Regions from separate parts of the Mus musculus genome. Here region 2 is linked to region 1. Evidence: chromatin contacts called from public ChIA-PET data. All regions are on one chromosome and are shown on one strand. The core of a region is the stretch at or near the end of the contact, and the rest is flanking DNA. Distances in the headings are between cores, read along the strand shown. Region 1 holds the start of Tbcd (tubulin-specific chaperone d). Region 2 overlaps Tbcd (tubulin-specific chaperone d).

The links. ChIA-PET counts read pairs in DNA pulled down with a chosen protein or histone mark.
Region 2: a contact with region 1 is called in an RNA polymerase II ChIA-PET map of memory CD8 T cells, with 49 read pairs. The contact joins the enhancer-like site here to the promoter of Tbcd in region 1. A contact is called at or near these places in 7 of 39 promoter capture datasets (embryonic stem cells, hematopoietic stem and progenitor cells, hippocampal neurons and 3 more), 1 of 484 Hi-C or Micro-C datasets (morula), 2 of 115 datasets of contacts at active chromatin or transcription factors (embryonic stem cells and memory CD8 T cells) and 2 of 9 other capture datasets (adipose tissue and pancreatic islet).

Annotation. Positions count from the first base shown.
Region 1 is chr11:121,449,765-121,455,105 of GRCm38.p6, reverse strand. It overlaps Tbcd (tubulin-specific chaperone d), which reads right to left and starts at 3,115. Exons shown (of 39, transcript NM_029878.4): 1 at 2,878-3,115; 2 at 1,425-1,475. The coding sequence starts at 3,061. It overlaps Fn3k (fructosamine 3 kinase), which reads right to left. Exons shown (of 6, transcript NM_022014.4): 6 at 4,616-4,994. The coding sequence ends at 4,656.
Region 2 is chr11:121,558,453-121,564,065 of GRCm38.p6, reverse strand. It overlaps Tbcd (tubulin-specific chaperone d), which reads right to left. Exons shown (of 39, transcript NM_029878.4): 17 at 3,306-3,391. Among named protein-coding and RNA genes, the nearest start is that of Zfp750, 42 kb to the right of the region's middle. Within about 2 kb of position 4,300, at least 84 of the 459 cell types and tissues checked have an H3K27ac peak or open chromatin away from gene starts, as enhancers often do. A contact at or near this core is called in hematopoietic stem and progenitor cells and memory CD8 T cells, where this site is marked.

The sequences.
Region 1 (5,341 bases), core at 1,866-4,365:
CAGAACAAGACTAAAAAAATTACCAAGAGTACTTGAAGCCAGCCTGGGCTACCTAGCAAGACCCTACCTCAAAAAGAAAAAAACAAGCCAGGAGTTGTGGTTCACGCCTGTAATCCCAGCACTCGGGAGGTTGAGGCTGGAGAACTTCCATAAATTCAAGGTCAGCCAGGGCTACATTGCAAGACTCTTTCTCAAAACAAAAAAGAGAAAAGCCAAACAAAAATGTAATTAATATGAAATAGGTTCAAATATAACAACAGCAATGAAAAGCAAACAAAAGTCACTCTCTGCTGCTAAAATTTCTTCCTAGAGGTAAATGTAAGCACCCTAGGATTAGCTAAGAAGATTAAAAATAGATTAATACTGCTCAGTTGCTGTGCCTTAAAGCTGGTAAATAAATAAAATAGTTCTGTCTCAGTTTGAGAGCCAGCTGGGTTAAGAGAAAAATGTCAACACACTTATAAAAATGACACTAACATAGATGGGATTCTCCCCCCCCCTAATCTTGTCTGATATATATACACATATACATACACACACACACACACACACACACACACACGGAGGAGTGGGGGGTAGGGAGGCTCAATCTTCCTAATGCTGTGACCCTTAATGCAATTCCTCAAGTTGTGGTTATGCCTCCCCCATAAAATTATTTCGTGGCCACTTCATAACTCTGATTTTACTACTATTATAAATCATAACATAAATATCTGATATGCAGGATATCTCATGTGACCCCTATGGGGGTTACAACCTACAGATTGAAACCAAGAATCTAGGCTGTTCCCAAGGCCACCTGCAATTAGGGCACAGTTGCATACAACAGGTAGTAGAGAGCCGTGGGTACTCAGGTGAGGGTCTGTGATCCTTCTTGCCTCCATGTGATGGAATGTAAATAGTCAACAAGTCCAACTGGGATAATCAGGGCACACAGCTGAGCTCCACAGATGGTAGCTGTTCAGCTTGGAGGATAGTCCTGCACAACACTCTTGTACTAATGTCCTGATAACAACCTTAGTGTCTCTCTACATAATGGAGATGACAGATGACCTCATCAACTGCTGTGCAGGTAAAATGGGACCTTTATAAAGCATATGACCCTGCAAAACAATTACCAGGAAGATAACAGCTATTCACACATAACTGACTAAAACACATATAAGAAAAGATGTGTTCTTTCAATAGGAACAAGCAGAAAGTAGCTTAGACACACCTGCACACAATCAAGATCGGTATCTGAACTCGAAGCTATTCATTATCACAGGTCTATAAAACCATCCAGCAGACAAAAAAAAAAAAAAAAAAAGACAGAGCTCTAGGGACATTTCATCTGACACCTTCTGCTGATAGCACACAGGTGCCAGCTATACACATAAGCCTTCCCGATCATCTGATATTGAACCACCAAAATCTATGCTTACCAAGGTGTGGATCCAGGAGGTGGGGCTGCTCCTGGTATTTGTCCATAATTACTAAAAGGAAAATAACATGAAAATCAAATCAGGTGAGCCTTGGAAATTCACGTCTCTCAGTAACTCTAATGGAACAGCTAGGGTCTTCCTAGTCCTTGTAACGCCCAGGGACACACCTGGCTTCTTGCTGACAGATGCTCACAGCTGCCCAACATCTGTCAGGCTCTTGAGGACCAGTGTGACCACACCTCCTGCTCTTCTTTTGCTCTGCACATCTTGCCCTCCGATCTCTTCTCACACATATGCTGGTGCTCCAACTCTCTACAACTCCACCTTCCCCTGCTAGTCAGACCCTCTTCACTTCTTGAGCCCTCCCCTGCCTAGCACGATGCCTTTCATTTCCAACAATGTTCAAACCAATAACTGTACAACCTCCCCAACCCTGGTCACCTGCTTTCCAACCCCTACCAGCAAATTAATGTTTCTACCCAATCCAATGGTTTCTCTGCCTCTGCAGTTCTCACCTGCCACTTCAGACAAAGCCCACCACTCTGTCTTACCCAAAAACTAGAGCCCCATCCAAAAAAAAAAAAAAAAAAAAAAAGACATTATGGAGAGAATGTTTTTAGCTAAGGAATACACAAAGATGATTTTGTTCAAGTACAAAACTCTAATTATCAAAGGGCTCATTTGGACATTGTCTTTGTTTTCTGTTGCTGTGATGAAACTGGCCAAAAATCAACTTGAGGAAGAAAGGGTTTATTTGGCTTTCACAGCCCATCACTGAGAAAAGTGTAGGGATGAATCAAAGCAAATAGAAGCAGAAACTACGGAGGAGTCTTGCGTGCTTGCTCCTAGGCTCAAGTTCAGCTGTCTTTCTTATACAGCTCAGAGCCACAGGCCAGGGATGGTACATCTCACGGTGGGCTGGGCCGTCCTTTATCAATTAGTAATTAAAGAAATATCGCAAAGACATGCCCACAAGCCAATCTGGTGGTGGCAATTACTCACTTGAGATTTCTTCCGAGGTATGTCTAGGTTTGTGTAAGGTTGACAAAAACTATGACGGACAGTATCCATTACAAACGACTGTAAAGGCCTACCTAAACTTGGGGGATTTAGAACCACCAAAGGAATCTAATGGCACTGTCCACTCTCCTGCTCTGCCTGGAACGGAGATCCCAGATAAACGTGGAGCTCTGAGTTTGCAGAATCCTGGCCTCATAGCGCAGCCCCATAGGAGCGCCGTGCCAGACCGCTCCTCTTTGCTTGCCATGAGCGCTCTCGTAGGAGGCAGGTTCATCCAACAATTCTGCTGGTTCCCTCCCTATCCACAGAGAGGTCTCAAGCATGCTTTGCTCAGTTCCTGGACATGGCAGGGAAGGCAGGAGGTATGGCTCCCCAGGTCCCTTCCTCCCAGATGCAAGGACCTCAAGATAGAGACTCGGGGCCCCGCCCGCACCGCGGAACCGCTCCTCCGCCACCTCCCGGGACGCGCGCTCTCTGTGCACCGCCGGCAAGCTGCGGAGCAGCGCGCGGGTCTCCGCACTCTCGCCGAACGCTTCCAGGGCGGAGGCGCGAACAAGCGCATCATCCTCCACCTCCTCCTCGGCGGCGCTCGCAGCCGGCTCATTGCTCAGTACCATCCTGCCAGCAGCTTCCGTAAGAACCCTACCGGCAACCGGGAAGAAAAGAGATACAGCACGAGAACTGCCAGCCCCGCCCTGAGACCTTCGACCCCCAACTACGGGGCGCGCAAGCCAACAAAACAGCTCACGCGAAGTCGGCTCAGCGCGCAAAATGATGCTTGCGTGAGTGAAGGGAAGCACCAGAAAAACTAAGCCTCCAATGTCTACAGCCTCAACAGGGAGTGGGTGGAGCCCAAAAGAGGTGGGGCTAAGGAGGGTGTGGCCGGAGCAGTGGGCCGGTACGATCTTTACAGGGAATGAACTCTAGTGTTGGAAGCCTTCTGGAGCTTGAGTGTGTGTAAGGTTAAGGAAATAACTGGGTTTGAAATTGGGGGCAGGAACATGGAAGGTTTTGAGCTAGTGTGGACAGCGCAGGAAAGCTGAACTAGTAGAAAGAGCCAGAATAGGACGGGTGGTGTATGAACGCAGGGGAGGAATGGGTTTTGAGTGTGGGGGCAAGAATGGGGCAATGATGTCTGAGCACCTGCAGGAGTGGGGCGCGGGGGGGTGCTTTAAGGGTGTAGGAGACAATGGGGTATTGCTCCAGGATGAAGGCTTTTGCCGTGACCTCAAACAGCACCATCATGACCACCCAAAGCAGTCCTGAGAAAAGACGTGAGCTATACGCTGCTGGCCCTGCATTCACCAGAACAGACCTCACTGGGAAGTAGAAGACTGGAGTGGTTAGATAGTTTAGTGTGCAAAGTCTCCTTCACTAAGCCTCGGGAGTTGAATGTGTAACAGTAGGCCCCCAAACCTTAGCACATCCTACTCCATGATTAAAGTGCCATTCAGGCTGTAAAACTCATTCGACAGCACCCACGGGGCAAACTAAAAAACAAAGACTTGATCCTTCAAAGTCCGTAGGTCCTGAAAAGTTTCTGAATGTGCTAACTTTGCTTTTTGGCTTCTCTAGTTCTACTTCTCGCTCACTATTGTTGATAACTGAAGTATGTCAACCTAGAACATATTTGTGTGTGTGTGTGTGTGTGTGTGTGTGTGTGTGTGTGTGGTTAAAAGTTCATGAGAAGGATCACTGTTTTGCTGGGATCCAGAATACCCAGGGTAGTCACTGGCCTGCTAATAAAGACTTTCTATTGGCTTAAATATAGATCCTAGCAGTCTTCTCAGATATGTTGTGGGGTAACAAGTTTGGTCCTCACATAGTGGAAGAAGAAGAGAACCACAAGTTGTACTCTGACCTATACACACATATTTCAGCACATGAGTACGCAAAATAAAATCTAAAAAAATAGAAAACAGTGAGGTGCTAGAGAGTGTCTGGCAGTGATTGTAACTGAAGGACCGGAGCCAAACGGGCTAGCATGGTGGCTTCCTTCCCTATTCGCCTGCGGTACCTGGGGCTTCAGCCGCTGAGGTGGGAGCTTGCCCGCAACAGTGCTGCTGTGGTGTCAGCCTGAGCTACATACGGAGCTCCCTGGAAACTGCTGCGCTGCCATAACCTCAGCCTCTGGATGAATGCGTTGTAGGCCGACTCAAAAGTAGCCCAGTTAGGGATCTAGTTTGACATTTTATTAGGTCCAGCCCTCTGCTACCTGAGCAGCTTCCTCATCACCCCCAGGGACGGGCTTCTGTACTCCCGTCCAAAGTGGTTCCAGTGGTTTAGGTAGTTAAAGAGCTGGTACAGCAGCAGGCGCTTGTCGAACCCTGGAGCCTTTGGGATCTTCCGATGGTAGGCAGTGAAGAAGGATCTGGGGAACCCCCCAAACATCGATGCAATGGCCAGTTCAAACTCAGAATGGCCATAGAAGGAGGCTGGATCATAAATTACGGGTCCCTGGTCATCCTCAGCCACATTTCCAGACCAGAGGTCTCCATGGAGCAGGGCAGGGACAATCTCTATACCCGCAAACAGATCCGGGATCTTCACCTAGAAGAGAAATTATTACATGGGACTCGAAGACCCAGGGGCCCATTATCCAGTGCTTGGAAATAAAGCAGAGAGCCATGGAGGCATCCAGAGGCCAACCGAATAATCTACCAGGCCCAGGGAAGAAGCCCACCTGACTCCTGACTGTAACGTTGTCTAGCACTCTGGCCACTACCAAATGAGTCCAAAAGCTTTAGAGAAAACCTCAGAGTTGTTTGGGCTTTATGCTGTAGAATATGTAGTTTGGTACCTACCCTCTAAATGGTATTTTTATGTTATTACACATATGTACCTGCATCTCTTCTATTAAATAACAAATCTTTGATGCATGTTCACCCTAGACCAGG
Region 2 (5,613 bases), core at 3,051-5,550, 110 kb before region 1:
TCACTAAATAATCATGTTAAGAGGAAAAGATTAGACAAAATGAAAAGCAATCTATAATAAAAACAGAATTTGTTGGGTAACAAGTACGCTCAGAACCCTGACAGCTTACCCACCTGACAGTTTTTGCGACCTCCTTGTCAGACTCAGTAAGCTTTACACTTTGTATGCATGTAATGTGTTAATTACACATCAGTGAGACTATTAGAATATACAGAAACAAAAAGGCACAGTTGGCAAACAGTTTGCACTAAAAAAAATAAGAAAAATAAAACTCAGCAAAAAACTGGCCTGCAGCTGGGCGTGGTGGTGCACGCCTTTAATCCCAGCACTTGGGAGGCAGAGGCAGACAGATTTCTGAGTTCGAGGCCAGCCTGGTCTACAAAGTGAGTTCCAGGACAGCCAGGGCTATACAGAGAAACCCTGTCTCGAAAAAAACAAAAAAACAAAAAAACAAAAAACAAAAAACAAAACCTGGCCTACATTTGCCTTGGAGCATCAGCAAAGGAGAAACAGAAGGGCAATAAGCATGTGGGAGTCTGTCCAACATGGTCATCCGCACAGGTGAGTGCTCTGAATGCCAAGATGCTCACACAGCCTGGCTGCTGCCAATCTCAAGGAGGTATGGAGAAGCCGAAACCACACATTCACAGTTTCATGCAAAGTTAAATCTCTGGTTAGTCTTTACGTAAGAAAATTAAAATGTATATCCTAGTAAACATTTCTAAATAAGTGTCTGCAAGAGCTTAGTTTATCATGACAAAAACTCAAAAATGCCCAAACTGCTGATCGACATGGCAAGCTGAGCAGCACCAGAAATCACAATTTAGAAGCACCTAAAACAAGAGACCACTGTGTTCAGTGAAAGAACCTTCAAATTCCCAACGGGCACACAGCAGAGGGTCACAAGCGTCACTACGACATACACTTATGAATTTACAGATTTGCACCATTACAATATATGAAAATGCATATGCTGAACACATTCAGTCTACCATATGCCTTTAACACTCAAATGATAATCAGTTGCAGTGGCCCAACTAATGCCTCCCCGGGGACCCTCTACCACTTTTGAAGCTACTCAATATAGCAGACCAAGCAGGTTCAGAAACACCTTCTCTGCAACCTCCTCCTTGAATACTGTCCCAAGTGAGGAGAGTTACAAGCCCAGGTACCTACCCCCTTCCTCACACCCTTCATTCATCCCTCTGCCCTTTACAGTTAGTATCCCAATGCCACCCAATTTCTATTCACCAGAACACAGTGCTGAACAAGCACACTGCATTTGGGAACTGCCTTACTTCCTGTTTCCATTGCTCTAACAAACACCATGTCCAAAGCAACTTGGAGGAGAGAGGGTTTATTTGGCTTACAGTTACACAGCACAGTTCATCATCAAAGAAAGTCAGGACAGGAACTCAAACAGGGCAGGAGCTGATGCAGAGGCTATGGAGGGATGCTGCTTACTGGCTTGTTCCTTGGTTTGCTCAGTCTCCTTTCTTATAGAACCCAGGACCACCATCCCAGGGATGGCACCACCCACAATGGACTGGGCCCTCACTCATCAATCACTAATTAAGAAAATGCCTTACAGACTTACCTATAGCCAGATCTGTATGGAGTTATTTTCAAAACTATGGTTCCCTCATCGAAGATGACTTTAGCGACTATCAAACTGACATAAAATTGTTTATCACAGGGACCTCAGGACAAACTACATTCACCTCCCCGCTGGCTGAGGCCCCACACCTTGCTCCTAGTCACAGCCTTCTAGAAACCATACACATGCTACTTTCTGTGAATCCTGCCCTCTAGGATCCAGACTGAGAGAAATACCAGTAAGGGAGCTGAGACCCTGGCCAGAGGCTCTGCGGTGCTAGGATATGGTAAAGCCTGCTATTAGACTGTCCTCAAAATACAGCAGCTTATCTGATACTCGGATCTGAGAGTCACAAAGACCCAGTGTACTGGAAAACCCACACACTAGAGCTAGGTCATGTTCTGTGTTGTGCATTTTTTTTAAAGATTTATTTATTATATGTAAATACACTGTAGCTATCTTCAGACACACCAGAAGAGGGCATCAGATCTCATTATGGATGGTTGTGAGCCACCATGTGGTTGTTAGGATTTGAACTCAGGACCTTCGGAACAGCAATCAGTGCTCTTACCTGCTGAGCCATCTCTCCAGCCCCCTGTCATGCATGTTTACAGAATGGACATTATAAAGTATGTATAAGTTTTAGACTGGTGTGGGAACCTTAGCAACAAGTAAAATTTGCCAAACTACCAGCTATTTTACCTAAGAATCTCTGAGAAAGGGCAGAGACCCTCATATACAACATTCACATGCTAATAATCAGAGGACAAAGAATATGTGGACACAGACATGAAGTGCTGGACTGAGGGGTAATGGTATGCAGGCAAGGGCAAATATGATCGCATTCTTCCTGGAAAAGAGGCTGGTCACCCTTTAGTTTTTTTTTAGTTATTATTTTCTTCTTCTTCTTTTTTTTAAAGTCTGTCAAAGCTGGTTATGGAGAGGTGTAAATTCTGCGTGGTCTGCACAGCATGGCTGTCAGGAAATCTACCCCGAGGGTTTACAGTGGTCAAAAATGCTTTAAAATGCACTTGACATGTTTCTCCTAATTCAAGGCAAATAAACTACTTCACGAAGCATCATACCCTTTTCACATTGGTGTTAGAGTGTGAAACTGCTCCCTAGTATTTATGTTATACAGCAAAAATAATTGGATGTGATTTCTGAAAACAGCAGTTAAGGGTTAAATATTTATCCCTTGACTTGAATTTTCAAATATCTCTATCATACTCACCTGAGAAACAATCAGATAATTTCAACTTGGAACACATTTTATTGAAACAAACAAACAACAACAACAAAAATCAATCACAGTCACTTCAAATCCAAAATGTCATTTTGAAAGATCAATACATGTGTGACACCAGGTGGGAAAGCTGTCACACAGAAGGGCATGCATAGCTGTGCTTGTGGCTATTCCCTGTACAGTTCCAAGGCAGAAAAGCACCAACCAGGAGGACAAGGAGAAGATTAATGTCCAGAGAAGATGTGTGGCCCTAGCCCTGAAGCACAAGCAGGTGCCCATTTCTCCAGCGTGTACCGTGCAGGATGAACTTGGTATGAGAACGGTTTCAGAAGCTGTTCTCAGCTCAATTCCCTCTCTACAACATAAGTTATATACAGACCACAGGATAATGAAGGAAATATTGAAGGTGAATTTTGACACCCAAGTCAAAGAGACAGTTATATTACACACGTTAAAACTTACCTTATAATCAGGAAACAGTTAGATATGTTACCAACTGCAAAATAGTCTGCTGTAGTCAAAATATCAATTCCATGAGGGAAAGTACCCTAAAAAAGTAAAAATAGAGAAAAAACCTGAAAGGTGAGAAACGGCCTCTGAGGGGACAACGGGCAGGCGGCTGAGGCTGAGCCACAGGGCTCACGGGAAAGGACCACCTGGTATGTCACTGCTCATCCCACTGCCCTGCCTGCCCACCAGGGGCTGCACTCAGTGCAACTTCTTCTTCAAAACCGTTTCAACTCAAATGCTATAAAAGTGACACCAGATCTCAGCGGTGCTCAAGTGCTTACTCATGGTGCTTGGTCTCCCTCTGTGGTCACAAAGACAACAGCATAGCCCTCCAGAGCCTGCTGGAGCAGGAAGGCCAATGGAAGTTAGGCAAGCGCCTGCCTGGCTTTGAAACCTGGACCAGGACCCACACCTCACTAGCTGCCACAAGGATGGATGTGGCTGACAGAAACAACCAGGCTCAGGGCTAACAGCCAACCTCTAAGAGCATCACTAACAGCAAGCCATCAGTCCCCCAAAACCAGAGGCAGGTCCTCATCCTCACCTACCAAGAATACTCCTTGTGGAGCCCCTGCCCTAAAACTGTCACGTGATTGGTATGACCAAATATTATCATTTGTGGTGAAAAAAATATTACAATCTAGAAACCATATAAATAACTTTCTTGACAAATATAAGTATGTAGGAAGCTTTATAGCTATTGGCCCAGAGGTGGCTCCATCCCTGTAGGAGATAAGGCTCCCTATCTCTGCACAAAGCTGGCACAAGTCTAACAGGCAAAAGCCAAGAAAAGCACCAGGCACACACCACCAGCACCTACCTGCCACATCCCATACCTCACACAGGGATCGATCTACTCAAAGACAAGCTGTCTCCCCCTCAGCACAGGAGGAGAACAACCAACTGAGGTATCTTATGTACCAGAAAGCCGTCCAGGGGGTGAGCCGGAGGGGGATTGCTAGAGGCTGCTTGATCTGCACAGTGCACACTCTGGGTGCTCTAACCACTTCCTGTGTAAACCAACCTCACAGTTGGTGTGGGGAATGTAAATGAAATGTACTGTCTTTATCAGAATTGAAAGAAGACAGAAGTAGTTCCATGTTTAGAGAAATTGGTAAAGACACCACTAAGTTAGACTATCTCCAGATTAGTATAGTCTTTAAAAAAAGAGAGAGATTTATTTATTTATTCATTTATTATATGTAAGTACACTGTAGCTGTCTTCAGACACCCCAGAAGAGGTTGTCAGACCTCATTAAAGATGGTTGTGAGCCACCATGTGGTTGCTGGGATTTGAACTCAGGACCTTTTGAAGAGCAGTAAGTGATCTTAACCGCTGAGCCATCTCTCTAGCCCCCAGATTAGTATATTCTTAAAGTCAAGATACATGTTCAAGTTCTATTCTCCCTAGCAAAATGCTAGTCCGTTTTGAATTAGCCTGTTAAGTTTTATGAGTCCTAGTTCCAACCACTCAAACCACCCAGAGTAGGGCACAGAATCCCTCACCCTGGGGTTAAAAGCAGAGCAGGACCCCTACTGGGTGTGCTTGCTTGCTGGATTGAGTAGCTTCGCACTTTTCTGCATAAGTGAAACCTTTTGCTTTACAAAAATGCTTTGGATTGTATAGTTATTTATCAAGGAGACCCCAGACTCATTCTCTCATATATGAGAGAGAAGCCCACAGCCTAAGTAAAGTTACTATGACTGCAGCCGGATTCCCAAGAAGACCAAAGCACATGACTGGGCAAGCAAGTGCAAGCACAGGTTTGGCTGTGGCCGAGAAGGAAGGACAGGTCTGAACTGTGCTCAGCAGTACCCATATCACTCAACCAGAATAAGCAACAGCCTAAGGCTCGGCCTGGCCAGACAGCTGTCCTTCCTTCCCAGAAAGGGGACTAAGCACTCACACTCTAGCATTCTCACTTGAATACAGGGTCGTCTGGGGTCTGGGCAAACCACCAGCACACAGCTGTAACCCAGCAACACTCTAAGCAGCCACAGGATGATGCATCCTCATGCTGGTCCTAGACATGGCAACTACTCACTGGTTAATCATAACCTGCAAAGACTCCTAGGCGATAGCAAGGGAACCTAGCAGACATTCATACACACACATCCCTGCTATAGAGCATGCTCAACTAGCCACTCAGGGATCTTGGCCAGGATCTAATTAATGCTGGTGTCAAGACCTTCATCATAAGTAGACCAACCCAGTGGAGGAGTCCATTCCTCTGGGCAGGCCTACTACTTCCTGGACCAC